Linked DNA regions of Triticum aestivum: region 1 is linked to region 2. A link is a contact called in public Hi-C data. All regions are on one chromosome and are shown on one strand. Each heading gives the region's core, a stretch centred on a gene start, on an enhancer-like site or on the middle of the called end of the contact. The rest is flanking DNA. Distances are from core to core; before and after follow the strand shown. Region 1 holds the start of LOC123079022 (VQ motif-containing protein 4). Region 2 overlaps LOC123079021 (dynamin-related protein 5A).

Evidence for each region. A called contact is a pair of places that touch in the nucleus more often than the background predicts.
Region 1: a contact with region 2 is called in a Hi-C map of leaf, with 7 times the contacts expected there. The contact joins the promoter of LOC123079022 here to the enhancer-like site in region 2. A contact is called at or near these places in 2 of 5 Hi-C or Micro-C datasets (both in leaf) and 1 of 1 datasets of contacts at active chromatin or transcription factors (leaf).

Annotation. Positions count from the first base shown.
Region 1 is chr3D:379,781,639-379,784,338 of IWGSC CS RefSeq v2.1, forward strand. LOC123079022 (VQ motif-containing protein 4) reads left to right here and starts at 1,386. Exons shown (of 1, transcript XM_044501693.1): 1 at 1,386-2,497. The coding sequence starts at 1,514. The coding sequence ends at 2,230.
Region 2 is chr3D:379,500,409-379,503,108 of IWGSC CS RefSeq v2.1, forward strand. It overlaps LOC123079021 (dynamin-related protein 5A), which reads left to right. Exons shown (of 8, transcript XM_044501692.1): 8 at 1-151. Among protein-coding and RNA genes, the nearest start is that of LOC123079021, 5.5 kb to the left of the region's middle. Within about 2 kb of position 1,408, at least 5 of the 8 cell types and tissues checked have an H3K27ac peak or open chromatin away from gene starts, as enhancers often do. A contact at or near this core is called in leaf, where this site is marked.

The DNA of each region.
Region 1 (2,700 bases), core at 136-2,635, 280 kb after region 2:
ACAGTAAGGTTCACTAGGGCAACATGGATCATATGTGTAGTCATTAAACGCCCAAAGCTCTTGTGTGATTTCATTATCTTAATTACCAAGGTAATCCCGCGCGACGGATAAGGCATGCGGTAGGACAACTGATTCTTGATTTAGGACTTGTGTCGGTCAAGATGTTATTTGGACACATCCCTCACTTTGATCCGTAAGAAACACATCTCGCCGGGTGACTTCCAGCGCAGAAACTAATATCTTATTTTATCTCATCACAAATACAAGGTTGTAAGCATAAAACTTCATACCCATACCTTTTTTAATATAAGAGTTCGAATCACTATTTTGCTTGTTGATCCGGTCAAAAGCTAGATTTGACACTTTGACGAAAGCTTAGTTGAGACCATCGCTTCAAGGGAATTTTTCTCTCATAGGTTCGATAACTGGTCACCTATGAAAAAATAGGCGTGGGATACTCTTTTTCATTCAATACGAATTAATAAAAAAGAGATATCAGCTGCCGCATCCATTTTGGATTGCCACCAAGAGATTGTTGGTTTGTGCCTTGGCTTAATAAAGTTGGGGCAGGGAACCCCTATGTTTCAAAAAGGTATTTCCCAAAAAACAATTGAGGCTTGTTCTGAAAAAAGAATAAACAATAGAGGTTGTGTCTATGTGAGCTCGCACCAGCAACACGCTAGCCAACACCGCCGAGTAAGAGCATGTACAGTTGGGCACCCAAACCCCCTCCATACGCCCGGGCGGATGATCTGGTAAGTGACCGGTAAAAGAAAGCGACCCTGATGGGCGTCTCAAACCCCCAGGCTGACCGGCGCCCCTTATATCTAGCCTAAATATGAAGCGGATATGGGAGGCCTAGGAACGACCGGGCGCGTCCTCCACGTCGGATCCGGCCTACGCTAGCCCACCCGACTCCACACATAATAGTCTCCATCCGCTCCCTGGACCAAACCCTAGCCACTCCACTCCCCTCCCCTCCACTGCCTCCACTACACTCCACCCTATCCGACGATCTTCGGCCTACTTCGGCATTGGCGGGCAGCGGATATGAGTTCTACATCTCTAGATCCGTCGACCCCGAGCTCATCTCACGCGGTCCTGAGGAGGAGATGATCGTCCGGCTTGCGCTCCGCTGCTTCCGGGATGCGTGTTTGAGGGTCGGATTTGCCCTAAGTCCGGTTGTAAATGCTCTAGGTAGAAAAGAAAAAGGAGAGGAAAGAGACGAGAGAAAATTGAGAAACCCCAGCATGAAAAGGAACCAAAGCTGAAGTAACGGACGTGAGTGTGCGAGGGAGAGAGAAAGCATCCTTCCAAAGTCCAGTTCACAGTTCACACCAACAACAATGCATCTCTAACCTCCCTCCCCCTCCCCCTCTCTCTCTATCTCTCTTCTTAACCAACCCCCGGCCCTTTTTCCTCGCTCCAAATCCTCTTCTCCCCCTTCCCTTCCTCCTCGCCCCCGAGAAGCTCACGCATCCCAACTCTAACCATACGCAGACGCAAGGCTTCAATGGAGCCGTGCACCAAGCAGTTCCTCCCCATGCCTCCGCAGGACCCCAACTCCCCGTCGTCGTCCACCTCCTCTTCCTCCTCCTCCTCCACCTCGCCGTCTCACCCCTACCACCGCGCCCAGCCGCCGCACCCGCACAACCTTCCGCCCTCCCCCAGGCCCGTTCCCCGCACCATCGAGACCACCCCTTTCCCCACCACCTTCGTCCAGGCCGACACCACCTCCTTCAAGCAGGTCGTCCAGATGCTCACCGGCTCCGAGCAGTCCTCCAAGAGCGCCGCCGCGGCGACGACCAACGGCAGCGCCGGGAACCAGGCGGCGAGCGGGAGCGGCCCGTGCCGCCCGAAGAAGCCGTCCTTCAAGCTGTACGAGCGGCGGAGCAGCCTCAAGAACCTCAAGATGATCGCGCCGCTGGCCATGGGGGCGCCGCCGTCGACGAGGAACGCCTCCGCCGCGCCGGAGATCCTGTCTCCGAGCGTCCTGGACTTCCCGTCCCTGAAGCTCAGCAGCCCGGTGACGCCGCTCACCGGCGACCCCTTCTTCCCCTCGCCGGCGTCGTCCTCGGGGGACGCCGCCGAGCGCGCGGCCATCGCCGACAAGGGCTTCTTCTTCCACCCTTCGCCGCGGGGCGCCGAGCCGCCGCGGCTCCTCCCGCTGTTCCCCGTCAGCTCGCCCAGGATGGCCGCCGCGTCCGCGACGGCGGCGCCGGCCGAGTGAGTGACCCAAAGCCTCCGCCTTTGCGCGCGCATCCTGCTCAGCCAGCCATGAAGTAATCTACGACTTCTACTACCGTCGCTGTATCATCGCCGTCCTTTGTTCGCAGTTCTAGTTTCATAGTAGTAGTAAGGTGTTTGCTGTGTCGTTCTTCGCCGGCGCCGGCGCTGCTGTTGTAATTTTTGCTCCCTTCTTGAAAGGAAGAGGGGAGTTGGTTCTCTTTTGAGGTTGCGACTCGATTAATCGGTTAATTACAGCTTAATTTCGACCTTTCTTTGCTAGTAGATCTTTTCCCAATTCTGATCTTGTTTCTGTTGCTGTTTGGATTGATTCCCTCTGAACTTCATCAACCACCACCGTTGGTGCGTCCAAGCTCATAAATACATATGGTCTGAATCTGCTATAATTGTCCAAAGTCCGGTGTTTGCTGCTGCAACCCGAGTGAAGTATATTTGGAAACATGCCTGCCTCGA
Region 2 (2,700 bases), core at 158-2,657:
TAATGCAGGCTGTTCGTTGTATTCTCTGTGTGTCAAATTCCTTATTGACAATTTGTGTGCTACTACTTGGCATTTGTTGAAGATGTATGTTTTATCCCTATCAGATATTGGGGCTATATACAACTTGATTATAAAGTTGCAGCTTACTAGATTTTGTGATCTCGAATCTCACCAGTTGTGCACAACTCCTGTACAACATATATCCATTTTGTTTCAAGATATGGCACAATTCGTATGTTAGGGCCAAATCTGTATTTTATACTAGTACTCAGCATGTGGTCTGGTTGGACTGCTTCCCGTTTTGGTTTTAATATGAGATTAGTTGAGTATGAATGAACCACTGGACCGATTCAACAGATTTGGCCACGAGGCAAAAGTGTTTAGATGTGCACAATAAATATAGTAGGCTGTTGTTGGTTGGAGTTTGATGGCTCCCTCCCTGTATCTTTCTGGCCGTATTTTCACCTGTCCATCACCCTGTCACCTGCATGAGAATCTAGGTGATTTCTTCTACCATGTTTTCTGCCCTGTCAAAAAAAAGTGATGAAACGTTCACAGGCCTCACACTTTTCTCCCTTTATTCGCAACTGAATTTCCTTGTAACTTAAGCCATGTTTTCTTCCCTGTCAAAAAAGTGATGAAACGATGTTTTCTGCCGTTGTTCCATTATTCTGTCGAGGAATTGGGCTTTGCTTTCTAGTTCATTTTGGACAGACATGTAAAATATTCTGGTTGCCTTTGGTAACAATGACATGCCTACTTGGCTCGCTAAAATTGTTTGACAGCTTGTCAATCTCAAGCACGCAACTGCTCAGTTGTTATCAATTAATGACTTGGTTTGTTCATGGTTGATTGATTTCTCTTTTGCGTCAATCTGTTTTTTCTTCCAGTGAACTCTGCACAAAATTTCATTCAGCAATTTACTGTGATTCGAAACGCCAAATTGACAAGGCGACAGTCCCCACGCACTTTTTCTAGTCTAGAGGAATGTCTTGTTTGAAATCGATCGTCAAAACAAGCGGCTTTTCTCTAGGTGGTTCTACAAAAATTGTGGTTCCTTCTTTGTTTCTCTGTCCCGTCGTCTGCCTGCTCGGTCAACGGATGGTAGCGAATCCCCTGTCCCTTCTTTGTACTCCCTCCGTCCAGAAATACTTGTCGAAGAAATGGATGTATCTAGACGTATTTTAGTTCTAGATATATCCATTTTTATTCATTTCTCAGACAAGTATTTCCGGACGGAGGGAGTATAAAGGTCTAGACTATCTTGATATATGCATGTTCAAATCTTGCTTTATTACATGTTCGTATCTCAAACAAGATTCTTTGACGTCCACGTTCGAGGGGGTCCTGGAGCCCCAAGCGTGGAGGGGAGCGAGTGAAAGGGAGTGGGCATAGCTAGAAGACAGGAGAATAGTGCTGGGTTTTCTCCACCATTTTGGAGGCACCTCCCATCCCAGCTGATGGATCATGGATGGGCATCTTGTGCCATCCACTTGTGTGGTCCGTGGAGAATCGGTGGATGCAGTACTAGTGCGCGTGACGGTGGAATCATGGTCTCATGGAGCCCAAGGACCATGGGAGTTGCAGTAGTAGATAGATCATCAAACAGTGGGTTGCATCCTGGGGACACCGGGTCGTGAAGGAACAGCGACCTACGCGTTTTAGTCTGCTGTACACTGGTCTTCAAGAATGAGACGAACTTTACGCTGCAGATTTGGTGGCTGTTGCGAGGGAATGAGCTCGCAGTCGTGATGGCACTGGGTGGATCTCTCTGTCTCGAAAGTATATTTTGAGAGGGAAATGGAAGCGTGTAGTAGGGTGAGCTAAAAGTGACAGCAAGTCAGCAAGCGTGGTTCAGAATCCAGAGCGATTGATTGGCATTGTGTCATGGTCAGTACTGCTAGATGCGGACTTGGACGGGAATTAAGCACGCTTAATTTGCCGGTCAAAGAAAGGTTTGATGAGTCCTGATGCAGAAATGGCAGCGGAACCATCATGAACCAGATTAATTCTCCATCTGTGTGGACTAATCCTAGCACTAACTTGTGGAGCCAAGGACAGTTCAATCGGAGGGAACACAGGGACTCGCCGAAGATGAAATGCAGAGCTGCTGCGTGATGCTACATGGATCTAGCTGAAGATACACAGACACTCCAACACGCAGATTTGGATTTAAAGACGCAAAATCTACTGGAGATGCAAAGAAATATTACTATCGTTGTTTGGATGCATATAAATTCGGCAAGCTTGCGTCCCCAGGTCCCCACGCCATGCTTGGTTTGATCGTGGATCTTCTGGCAGGCTCGCACGGCTGGTAGTACAAAATAGTGTACTGACACGACGGCCGGTGTATCTGTGAGCTACTAGCTTATCCGCACGTTCACTTGACCGGACGGACATTCAGCATTCCCAAATTAGAAACTGATCGATGAGGAGGCCATCGTCACGAGCAGCGGCGGAGCCGCAGGCGTATGGATTGAGTATAGGCCACATGTATCGGGGCGGTGGATTGGGAGCTGAAGTGCACTCAAGACCTGAAGGGTGAGAGCGAGTGGGCTGCTAGTCGACGTACGGCGTGAGCGAGCGATGGAGTGTTTGACCGGTGTTTCCGCCGGCCAGACGTGGTTCCGTTGGCGCGGGGGACAATGATCAACTCGGCGAGAGCGACCAGGGCCTTTGGCGGCGAGCGAGCGAGCGCGC